Regions from separate parts of the Ovis aries genome. Here region 2 is linked to region 1. A link is a contact called in public Hi-C data. All regions are on one chromosome and are shown on one strand. Each heading gives the region's core, a stretch centred on a gene start, on an enhancer-like site or on the middle of the called end of the contact. The rest is flanking DNA. Distances are from core to core; before and after follow the strand shown. Region 1 holds the start of KLF4 (KLF transcription factor 4). Region 2 has its middle 36 kb from the start of TRNAE-CUC.

The links. A called contact is a pair of places that touch in the nucleus more often than the background predicts.
Region 2: a Hi-C map of mixed tissues shows a contact between it and region 1, with 3 times the contacts expected there. The contact joins the enhancer-like site here to the promoter of KLF4 in region 1.

The regions. Positions count from the first base shown.
Region 1 is chr2:15,683,270-15,689,296 of ARS-UI_Ramb_v3.0, reverse strand. KLF4 (KLF transcription factor 4) reads right to left here and starts at 3,158. Exons shown (of 4, transcript NM_001164219.1): 1 at 3,060-3,158; 2 at 1,389-2,382; 3 at 1,125-1,289; 4 at 1-176. The coding sequence starts at 3,158. The coding sequence ends at 1.
Region 2 is chr2:15,538,477-15,544,905 of ARS-UI_Ramb_v3.0, reverse strand. No RefSeq gene overlaps it. Among named protein-coding and RNA genes, the nearest start is that of TRNAE-CUC, 36 kb to the left of the region's middle. Within about 2 kb of position 2,340, at least 11 of the 54 cell types and tissues checked have an H3K27ac peak or open chromatin away from gene starts, as enhancers often do.

The DNA.
Region 1 (6,027 bases), core at 1,909-4,408:
TTAAAAGTGCCTCTTCATATGTAAGGCGAGGTGGTCCGACCTCGAGAATGCCCGGTCGCATTTCTGGCACTGGAAGGGGCGGTGCCCAGTGTGTTTGCGATAGTGCCTGGTCAGTTCATCTGAGCGGGCAAACTTCCACCCACAGCCATCCCAGTCACAGTGGTAAGGTTTCTCACCTAGAAAAGAAAAATAAACTTGTTGGAAGCTATTCCTGAAGGATGAAATTTTAAGAACTTGGAGGCCAGACATCAAACCAACTCAAGTACCCCATTCTGAAAGGATCCAGGAAATGTCTTTATACCTTCTCAAGGCTGTATTACATTTCAGATCAGAAACAGGAATTTTATGGGTTTGTTTTTTTTTTGCTTTTTTAAAGGGAAATTAGATAATCACAGAAAACACAAAAACCACTTAAAACTATACTTCTGTTGGACTAATGTTTTCATTCTTTTGAGCAAAGATGGGGCAGGAAATGGATTTAGAAATTATGACTGTTAGGGTGTCTCTCCTAACCCAAACCAAGCAATAATATCCTATCCCACTACAACTGGTTCTAAAAAGTGACAGGAGAATACTACTTTTCCTGTACCAATATTATTTATGAAAGCTATACTTTAGTGACCTTCTGTGCCTACTTACACAGATTCTCTGTCGTGACAATCTTAAATCAGAATCTCAGCAAGCCTAACCATTAAGTCCTTGAGATTTAAATAAAACCTAATTGTTAGGACTAAAGAGGGGGAGGGGTGAACCCTGGGAAGGGAACAACCAATAAAAATAGTGGAGAATACAAAACTGCTTAAAAAACTTATCATGATTTTGCACAGCAAGGCATAATTTCTTGATTACAAGGGCAATGCTCTGCTCAAGCTAGAAGAGGCCCACCTGCAGCCTGGAATCTCCCTGCCTTTCAAAGGCCTAACAAAACTGCACTTTCAAGCACTGATACCATCCGCCCAGCAAAAGGCTCCTGGGCAAAATAGTAGGCGCCAGTTTGCTGTTCTCTCCTGTGATCCAGGAGATGGAGGAGATAGACTGCACCCCACATCCCAAGGGAGGCCCTGAGGAGTGTTGAGGCTGGACACCGGGTGCCCCCACCCCACCTCCACGGCTTCCCGTCCTACCTGTGTGGGTGCGCAGGTGTGCCTTGAGATGAGAACTCTTCGTGTAGGTTTTGCCGCAGCCTGCATAATCACAAGTGTGAGTGGCCGTCCTTTTCCGGGGCCACGACCGCCTTCCCCTCTTTGGTTTGGGCTCCTCCGGCATGCAGGAACCGGGTGGCATGAGCTCTAGGGATGAAGAAGGTGGGGTCAGCGTCATCCTGTGTGCCCCGGATGGCCGGCACACGCAGGGCTCTCCAGCCCCAGCTAGGAATCCCCGGGACTGACCTTGGTAATGCAGCGGTGGGACCTGCGGCTGCATCTGGTCGGGCAGGAAGGGAGGGTAGTTGGGCCCGGGGTGGGGATGGAAGCCCGGGGGGAGCGGCAGGGCAGGATGACAGTCCCGGCTGCTCAGCAGTTCCTCGGCACCCAGGGTCGGGGTAGTCCTGCTGGGGAGCTGCCGCCCCAAGGGAAAGTCGTGCGCAGGCGGCCGGTGGCCATTGCTGAGAGGAGGTCCAGTGCCCAAGTGGGCCTCTAGGGGCCGACCGACGGTGCACGAGGAGACAGCCTCCTGCTTGATCTTGGGGCACATGCGTGGTGGCCCGCCGCTGTAGGGCGCCACCACCACCGGGTGGCTGCCGTCTGGGCTGCCTTTGCTAACACTGATGACCGACGGGCTGCCGTACTCGCTGCCAGGGGCACTCAGCGACGCCTTCAACACGAACTTGCCCATCAGCCCGCCACCTGGCGGCTGCGGCTGCTGCGGCGGAATGTACACTGGGTCCAATTCGGGCCGCAGGAGCTCGGCCACGAAGCCGCCGGAGGGGCTCACATCGTTGATGTCCGCCAGGTTGAAGGGAGCTGTCGGAGGGGGTGCAGACTCCCGGCCATACAGGAGGCCGCCGCCCGCGCCGCCCGGCGCCGCCACGCCCGGGTCGCCCCCGGCCCGGATTGGATAGCTGAAGCTGCAGGTGGAGGGCGCACTGGCTGGACCGCTGCTCGACGGGGAGGACGAGGAAGAGGCTGATGCCGAGGACGACACCGTGGCGGCCACGGACTCCTGATGGGACAGCGAGTTGGAGAGGATAAAGTCCAGGTCCAGGAGATCATTGAACTCCTCCGTCTCCCTCCGGGGCAGGAGAGCCGGGTTGCTGCTGCCACAAGCCGCGCCGACTCCTCCACTCTCCAGGTCGGTGGCCACGGTCGCCGCCGCCAGGTCGTAGGGGCGGCCGGGAAGCACCGGGGGAAGTCGCTTCATGTGGGAGAGCTCCTCCCGCCAGCGCTGTGGGGACAGGACGCGAGACAGACAGTCAGTGCTGTCCCTAACTGCCACTCGATGTTAGTGGTGGGCCCGCCGCGCCTACCCCGCCTAGACACGGGGACCGGATGGGCAGGAAAGGCCCCGGGGTCTGTGGATGCCAGTGCTGCAATCATGGCCCACACCCGGGTCTGGGGAAAGGCGGTGCGTGGATATATGGAGGATGTTAGGTTGTGTCTGCCCGATTGCGTGTGAGCGAGCGCCGAGGCTCGCCAGCCTGGGTCCCTCCCCCGCCGGATCCCGGGGACGCTCCCGCCGTCCCCAGAATTGGGACACCGAGGTTCTCTTGGTGCGCCCTCGCCACGGGGACGCCTACGCGCCAAGCTCACTCTGGCCCAGCCAGTGTCTGGGGACAGAGACACCTCCCGCCCGGTGGCCCGCGCGCCCGCCCTGCCGCTCGCGCGCTCCGGGACGTGTGCGGACCCGGTGTGCGCCCCCGGCGGCTCCACCGCTTCGGGACCACACGCATGTACAGCTAAGCCAAGGGCGCTGAAGCCATCCCGGGTAGCCTGCGGAGGAGCCCGTGCGGGGCCACTCCTGCCCGTCGTCTAGTGGTGCTCGGTGACCCCAGGGCTCCGCCCGTCCCCATCCCACCCACAGAAGCCCACCGGAAGGCCCCAAAGGCCCAGGCCGACACTCACGTTATTCGGGGCACCTGCTGGACGCAGTGTCTTCTCCCTTCCCGCCGGGCCGGACGCGAACGTGGAGAAGGACGGGAGCAGCGCGTCGCTGACAGCCATGTCAGACTCGCCAGGTGGCTGCCTTCGGACCGGGTGGGGAGCAGAGGCAGAAGTCAGGGGCCACTCTCGACCGCCGCTCTGGCGCGTCCCATCCGCCCTCACCCCTCCCTGCGCCCCGCGCCGCACCTACCTCATTAATGTGGGGGCCCAAAAGGTCCTCGGGAGTCCGAAGCAGAAGGGGTACCCAAACCCCAAAGCCAACGAAGAGGAAAAAAACTTAGAAACGAAGCCAAAACCCAAAACCCCAAATTGCCCGAGATCCTTCTTCTTTGGATTAAATATAAAAGGGAGATGCCTTAAAAAAAAAAGTTCCTTTGTATACGAAAGTTCTTAGAAAAGTTGTAAACTCGTAAAAATAGACAATCAGCAAGGCGAGTTAAGTAGGTCCGGTGGCCAGGCTGCGCTCTCTTCGACTCAGCAGCGTCCCCCACCGCTGTCGCGGTCGCCGCGGCTATCGCCGTGAGCGCTGGGGCTGTGGCCGGGGTGGCGGGCGGGCGGCGCCGCCAGGTGAGACTGGATGCGGTGGCGCGGATCTGCGGACTGGGCGGCGGCGCGAGGCGCGGAGTCCGGGGGGCTGCGCAAGGCGCGCGCGGCCATGGGCGCTGGCCGCGGGCGGGTGGGTGGGTGGGTGGGGGGCCGGAGGGGCGGGGAGGGGCACTTGGCGGCTCCCGGTGCCGCCGCCGCCCGCCACCGCCTCTGCTCCCCGCGCGCCCGCAGCCGCGCTCGCTCTCTGAGGCCGGGGAACTGCCGGCGGCCGCCGCGCGCTCCTTACTTATAACTTCTCCGCTCCCGCCCTCCCCCCGCCTCCTACCCGCTGCGCGCTGGGGCCCGCCGCCAGGCCCCGCCCCTCCCTTTCTTCTCCCCTCCCTCCAGCAGCCCCCCCGCACGTTGCCATGGCAGCTAAATAAACAAACTCAGCGCACGTGGGGGCGGGGAGGAGGGAGGGGCGCAGGCGGGGCCCGGCGGGCTGTGACGCCAGCCCGGCAGCTGGCGGGCAGGAGCCGCGCTGACGCCGGCGGCGGTGCCGGCAGCGGGCCGGGCGCGGGGATTTGGGTACGGGGCGCAGGTCCGGTCCCCGGGCGACTGGGACAGTCGGCGTCGCCATGGGTCGCTCCTTGAGTTCGAAGCTCGCGGCCAAGAGGGGTCGGTAGGGGAGAGGGGGACGGTAGCGCAACCCCACCCCCGCTCCGGTGCGCGCTTGCCGCGCAGTCTGCGCACTGGAGAAGAGCGCGATTATCCGCGTGACTCATCCAGCTCGGGTCCGTCATACGCACGCAGGAGCCCTGCTGTAGTCCCCGAGCGCCAGTGCGGGCATTTGGCCTGGCCTCGCATGGTCCTTCTTGGGCTCGTCTGCCCGGGGGTTGGGAGTAGAAGGGAGGTGGGTGCCCTCCAGTGCGTGGCGAGGACCTGGAGACTGAGAAAGCGAGAGAGGTGTTCCCCTTCTGAAAAGGGCGGAAAGAGGCCGGAATGGGAAATAGAGCTACGGTTTTGATAGCTGAAGGAGCGAGGAAGGGACTGAAAGAGATTTCGCTATGTGAAGTGGGGAGAGAGGGGAGGGGCGTGAGGTGCGGGGACACCTTTCAACCGGGAATCTCAAAGCACTTTGCAAAGCACGCAACTCTCCACTTTATGGATGAGAAAACTGAGTCATAAAGAGGTGAAGTGGCGAGGTAAAGGTCAAACGGCAACTCGTTCCCTTGGCTCAGGCTCTAGAGCAGTCAGACCTACCGAAAGGGGCTCAGCTGGAAAGTGGCCCCGTGCCAGAAAGTGGAACTATGCGGTGGGACCCGGGTTCTGGAAAAGGGCCCACGCAGCTCGCAGCAGCCGTCCCTGCCCACCAGGAAGAGAAGAGGAAACGGCAATCGTTATTTCAGTCTTATAACTCGGCCTCCCCACCCCCACTCCCCCTTAGTTTGTGATCAGTAATTTTCCAGCCGGGAAATGTTTTCGCCGTCATCTTCTCTGCAAACAGTGCCCTTTTTTTTTTTTTTTTTAAACGTGAGTGTGGTGTTCGGTATCGCTTTCTAAACGTAGGCTTGCGAGGTGTTTTGTTTGGATTCAGGCGCGCCTTGGGCTCCGCCCGCCCTCTGCACCAAGCCCCCTTGTCTGTAAAGGCGGCCGGGTGTCAGCCCAGGAGAGAAAAAGGAGATGCCCCAGCCCTGGGCAGTGTGCGGTCACCCTCACTGAGATCCAGTTACTTCGTACTTTAAGTCACCTGTTTATTTGAGTCCTACGCTCCTGGTACCTATTAGATTTCCTTAGAATATTTGTTATCCTTGATTTTCCTACTCCTTGCCAACCACAGAAGCATTCTTGGAATGCATCGCGCCCCGAATGAATCCACTCAGCCCTTTATGCCAAGGCCAGGAATCCCGCTCGGTTCGGAGAGTTGGAAGCCCTTGCGGATCCCCCAGCCGGTCTTTGGCCAATGGCTGCCAGGGCCTGTAACCGGAGGGGAGGGCAGGTTTTCGCAGGGAAACCCCCGACCCTCCTCCCGCGGCCTGGAGAGTTTCAACCCCACCCCCATAGGAGCCAGCCAGTTTACTTTAACTCTGAAAATATTGCCTTTTTCAAAAGGAGGAACCAAGAAAGAAATACCTGCAACCTCCTCCTCCGTAGCTTTCATTGTGATGGCAAACATTTCTTGGGATACTGGGGCTTGAAGATACACGGAAAAGTTAATCCACTTTACCATCAAAGCCAAGATTCTTAAACTGCATTGAACTTGGATAAGTCCTTGATTGGCAACCCTCACCCTCTTGATGTGTAAGTCAGGACTTGGCATTTTCTAGTTGGGGAACCAGTGCCGTGAGGAGCTTTCTGCTTTTCTCTTATTTATCTAAGGCAGTAGGCCTTCCCCTTCAACAAA
Region 2 (6,429 bases), core at 1,091-3,590, 140 kb after region 1:
GAAGAGCTGTGGCCCTTGGAAATGCCATGTACTTAAAGGCTGTGTCTACCAGCTGACACGTCACTTCCGGTCCCACAGGAAGTGCTGATGGCACTCAAGGACATGTCTCTTGAAGGACGATGAACTCCTAGCCCACATGGGCACACAGCATCCACTTTTCTTATTCTGCTTGTTTGTACAAACCATTCCTTAACCCACACTCATTTAAAATGGTATGCATCCTTTTGGTTTCACGTGGGAATACCCTCCCACTCAATCCTTCTGGATAAGGAGGGGCTTTCAAATCTGTTCTCTTAGGGATCGGCATGACGGAATCCATGGAGGCCACACTGAGGAGATGAATTCGGATTCCAGTGAGGGCTCCACCAGTTTTCAAGCTGGGTTTCTGAATGAGTTGCTGCACCTCCCTGAGTCAAGTTCTCTCATCTGAAAAAGAAAGATAATGACCCCGATGTTCTTGGGGTTTAATGAGATAAATAAATGAGTTTGGGATTCTGGGCTGTGGTTCTGTTGGCTCCGCGCTCGAATCTGTGCCTCACCAGCCTCTGCCCTGCTTCACTGGTGCCTGGGCGGTGGACCTGAATGGCATTCCTTGCTTTCCACCTTCTCCTTGGAGTTTAGCCAAGGGGAAGCAGTGACAGAAGACTGAGGGGCGCTCGGGGAGAGAGGGGGCCTCCTAATCGCTCCCCCTGCGTTTGCTTGGTTCTTGGCCAATGGCCGCATCCCTCTCTTCACACTCTAACTCCAGCTGTCAGAGTTGGTGGCTGATGTCCTTGAGCTCCGGCTTTCAGCTGAGGCTGAGCGACAGAGGATAAGTCACCAATGTTGTTAGTTCCTGGGTGTCTCAAGATCTATTACTCTTCCCCTTACTCTCACCCAGACGTCAACCAACAGTCCCTTGGATAAAATGTATTTTAAGTGTCCCAAGTGAGTCTGTCATCTGTTTCCTGCAAGTTCCTGCACAATGACAAACCTGGTGCCCGGGCACGTAAGAGGCGCTTAATAGTACCATTAGCAGCCACCCTTTATTATGGGCTTAACTTGAGCTAAGCACTATGCCAAGTGTTTCTTTTTCTTTTTTTTCACATGCATTGTATCATTTAATCCTCAAAATGACTTTATGTGGAAGGTACTAATTATTCTACCCATTTTGCAATTGAAAAACTAGAGTTCAAAATTAGTGATTTGCCAAGGCACCAGCTAGTGACGGGGGGAGTCAAGTTTCAAGTTCAGTTCAGTTCAGTTCAGTCACTCAGTCGTGTCCGACTCTTTGCGACCCCATGAATCGCAGCACGCCAGGCCTCCCTGTCTATCACCAACTCCCGGAGTTCACTCAGACTCACGTCCATCGAGTCGGTGATGCCATCCAGCCCTCTCATCCTCTGTCGTCCCCTTCTCCTCCTGCCCCCAATCCTCCAGCATCAGAGTCTTTTCTAATGAGTCAAGTTTCAAGTTAGTTAATGTCAATTGCACTATTATTTGTTGCTGTTGTTATTATCTAGTTGCTAAGTCATGTCTAAGTCTTTTGCGACCCTGTGGGCTCTAGCCCACCAGGCTCCTCTGTCCGTGGGATTTTTCCAGGCGAGAATACTGGAGTGGGTTGCCATTTCCTCCTCTAGGAGATCTTCCTGACCCAGGGATCGAACCTGAATCTCCTGCATTGGCAGGCGGGTTCTTTACCACTGAGCCACCTGGGAAGCCCCATTATTTGGTGACTGGGGACCAATTCTTAGACTCAGACCCTCGCTACGGAGGCTTGTACTAGGAGCCACTCGGTCAGCACTTGCCAGGGGACGAGGCCGGCACTTCCTAGGTTTCTGGGTCATTTTTCCTGGCACTTCTCTCTCTGGCATTAGGGCCCCTCTTGCCTCCATAGCCCCTTGCCTCTAGTTCAGGGAGTGTTCCCAGGCCTCTCTCTGTTCACAAACAAGCCCCAGTGGACGGAGTTTCCTTCATTACCTCTCGCCCATATTTCTACCCGCTCTGAGCTGCTGGAGCAGCCCCTGCCTGCTTCTCCACCCTCCTAGTCACCCACACCCATTGGTGTTTACAACATGTCTCCAGCATCTGCGAACTTCATTAGAGCCAGAGCTACACCCTCTTCCTGCTCATTGTGGCAGACTGTGCATGAGGCCAGCCCCAACACAGCTCCCCAGGGTGCCTGCCAGAATTTGCCACCAGCCAAGGCCAGATCACCTTCCCTGGGGACCCCCCGCCAAGCGCTAACCCAAAAGTCACTGCAGGAGAAACATTTCGAGGGGGGTATCAAGGCTGCACTCTGTCATAATTTGTGGCTGTGGTTAGCGTGATGTGGACTGGCTTAGGAGGAGTATTAGTTTTGGAGTCAGCGTCATCTGCCACTTAATAGCTCTGTGATCTTGGCTCAGTTGCCTAACTTCTCTGAGCCTCAGCTTCCTGATCTGTAAAAATAAAGATAGATAGAGCTGTCGATTGAAAGTGCCTGGCACATCTTAGGTGCAAATTTTTTTTCTTTTTTCTCTCTCTCCCACCTCTCCCTGCCTGCCCCCCTAAAGACCACTTTTGGGGGTACCAGTGAATAGTGTAGAATATATTTGTCACTTGTTTATTTTCAAAGTGCTCTCTATTCGATGTGGATATGTTATCCGAGATTATAAGGATGATTATCCTCATTTTATAGATGAAAAGTCTAGGTTTCAGAGAGTTTAAAGTACTTTTCTCACGGTCACCCAAAGAACAGATTGGATTTGCAAATAGCTCTAATTTAAACTGACTCATTATTTTCGATTTTCTCTTGCCATTTTTTCAAGAGTGAAAATAAACAACCCAGTGATATAAACCAAAATGAAACAGCCTTTGCTGCTTGTAAAAAGATAGCTGCCTTTGGTCTTCCCTCTTATTCTTCTCTGTCTGGAGATGCTCCTGCCTAATCAGTTGTCATTTGTGCCTCCATCACTTCATTATCTAGTGCCCTGGATGAACTGAGCTTTCCAAGGTGTTTCTGAGATTTCATCTCTCAAGGATGGGCTGCTGGAAGACGCACCAGGGGTGGGCTAACACCAGAGGGGGTTCTTCCATAGGAAACAGTTCAGGACTTGGGACTGAAGAAGGGATGCCCAGGGTGATGAAATGAGTCTGAAGGTCATTATTGTTATTGTGCATGTTCTCCTTATTAAGCTCAGAAGGTGACAAAAGTTTAAAAGTGTTCTCTTCCTCAACATCCTTTTATTGAGAATTAAAAAAAAACAGAAACTTTGAGCTGCCTGAGCTATCACTTACCACCTTATCGTGAGCTCCCTGCTGGCAGGCTGGGTCTTACTGACCTCTGGACCCTTTCATGGCCCTTTCCCATAGTGCTTTGCACACAATAGTGAGCAAACACAATGATCAAACATTTATTGAGGACTCAAATGGCAACCCACTCCAGTGTTCTTGCCTGGAGGATCCCAGGGACAGGGGAGCCTAGTGGGCTGCCTTCTCTGGGGTCGCACAGAGTCGGACATGACTGGAGCGACTTAGCAGCTCTGTATTATGCTAGACGCTTTCATGAGGAAAATGAAAACTCCTTGTCCCAGATCACACCAACAGTGGTGGAGGCTGGCTTTGAACCCAGTTGGACTTCTGACTCCATATTTGGTACTCCTTCCTCTCTATCTCAGCTGTCACTCAGAGTCTCCCTCAATGATGGTTGTTGAGCAAGATTTAAAAGGTTTTTCTTTTAAAGGCTGCCAGCAGCGTTGTATATGCTTTTGGGGGAAGGAGAGTGAATGAAGAAGGCGTGATCCTTCTTCACAGAGTGGATTATAATGAACTTCAGCTGTCTGGGTGGTTCACTCACCATGTGAGAGTAAAGAGGATCAAAGAGACCAATGTGTCACCATGGGAACTGTCCCAGTTTTATAACCATTTTTCAAAGGCCTAAACATATGAACACATGGAAAGCAGGGAAGATTCAGTGAATGGGAAGTGATACAGGCTAATGATTCAAGCACAAATTTGGAAGAGGGAAAATAGAGTGTGGAGAAATATTTTGAGCAAAATTATAAATAGCTGCTCAACTCACTTTTTCAGGATGAGTAGCAATTGACTACAGGTGAGAAGAATTATGGTCCTGTGTCTGGAAAAGATGCATTGAGATGGTGTTTCTTGGCTGAAAGATACAGTGATGGCTCTGCCCAAGGAGAAGTGAAAGAGCTTCTGGAAGGAGATAGGATGGGAGGTGAGATTTTTGAGGATGTTTGTCAGATGGTGAAAAATGGCCACAAATTATCCCCCACCCTAAATACATGTCCCTTTGCATGTGGCTGCAATTTCTCTCATCAGGAGGTGGGATCTCTGACCCTGGAATCTGGACTTGACCATGTGCTTGTTTGGTCAGTGAGATACTAGCAAATGTGATGCAGACTGAGGCTGGAAAAATTCTTCAGACGGGGAAAGCCTTCCTTACTGTTCTTTGTTACACTGTGACTACCATGATATGAATAAGCCTAGGCCACCTGCTGGATGATGAGAGACACGTGGTCCAGTTACTTCCACCACCCCTCCTGACCTACAGCCAGCTAGACATGTGTGAAGCTGTTGATGGCTAGTGGACCTCAGAAAAATGAGTGGGCCTAGCTGATCCCAGATGGAGCTGAGATGAGTCATCTCAGTTGGTCTCAGCTCAAACTTTTGACCCTTAGATTCATAAGCAAATAGATAGTTGCTGTTTTAAGCTGCTAAGTTTTGGAATGATTTGTTATGCAGCAAAAACTAACTCATACATGGTGTATGCAACAGATTGCAAACACCAAGTGGGAAGATAAAAATGTACTCTTGATGCTGGTGTAGAACAAGCTATTGCCCATGAACCAGATTCAGTGCCCCCCGACCTGTTTTTGTAAATTAAGTTTTAATAGAACACAGTCAGACTCATTTGTTTACATAATGTCCATAGCTGCTTTTGTTCTATAATAGCAGGGTTAAGTAGCTGTAACAGAGACTGGCCAGTAAAGCCTAAGATATTTACTATCTGGCCCTTTATAGAAAAATTTAATACAGAATGTAATATTAAATTGGACTTCAAGTATAAAACTTTATTCAGATAGAAGCAGATAAGAACATATTTTAAGAATTTCCAAATGAATGTTAATGATTTTCAAGCTGTTAAAAAACAGCATATGCTCATTTAAAAAAAAATAAGGCACAATAGAAAAGATGGAAAGTCACATGTACATTTATTATTCAGAGATAACCTTCTTGCAACTTTAGAACACATCCTTCCAAACACTTCTCTCTTCCTATATATTTTTTATTTCTTAAAACGAAATTGAACTAATCATACTTTTCCCACTTAATGCATGTTTTTAATATTATATTGTACAGCATATTGATTAACATGTTAATATCATAATTATATGATAATACTTAGGGCACTACATCTTTCTTGTTAATGTCTACACTGCAATCAGTTGCATAGTCTATCATATATTTATGGGCTTACCCAGTGGCTCAGCAATAGAGAATTAACCTGCAGTGCAGGAGACTTAGGAGACCTGGGTTCAATCCTTGGGTCAGGAAGATCCCCTGGAGGAGGGCTGGCAATGCACTCCGGTATCCTGGAAAATCCCATGGACAGAGGAGCCTGGTGGGCTACAGTCCATGGGGTTGCAAAGAGTTGGACATGATTGAAATGACTGAGCACATCACATACTGATACCCGATTCCTCATTGCTTTATTTGTCTCCAATTTTTCAGCATTTTAAATCCTGCTGTGATTAAAGATGAATATATATATATACATACACACACATATACACATATATTTAACACACTTCTAGGAAGTCATCCCTGAGGCAGTATATAAAGAAACTTTTATAGAAGTGTAATTTTGGTGTCAAAGTTTATCCACATTTAATTTTACATAAACACCCTTCAGCTGCCTTCCAGAAACTCTAAATCAACTTGCATCCTTGCCAACAATGGACTAAAGAAAATACACACTTTTCACGTGCAAGGTAGACCATTTCATTTCCCAGAGCATGGAGGAAGGAGCTAGAGGAATCTACTTACATTTGTCCTACAAGGAGGAACTGGGATAAAATGACCATGTCTTGCAAAGTTGTTAGTTGTGCAGGGGGATAGCAAAGATGCCCTTTGGGTGATTTGGGCTCAATAAAGCTTTCTACAGGCTAAAATAATGAGCTTAGTCTAGACTGATGAAATGTCAATAGAGATAGATCTCAAGTCCCACGTGTGTGCATGCTCACTTCTTTAGTGGTGTCTGACTCTTTGGCATCCCATGGACCGTAGCCCACCAGGCTCCTCTGTTCATGGACTTCTCCAGGCAAGAATACTGGAGTGGGTTGCATGCCTTTCTCCAGTGGATCTTCCCAACCCAGGGACTAAACCTGTGTCTCCTGCATTGGAAAGAGGATTCTTTACCTCTGAGCCATGTTGGAAGCCCTGTCA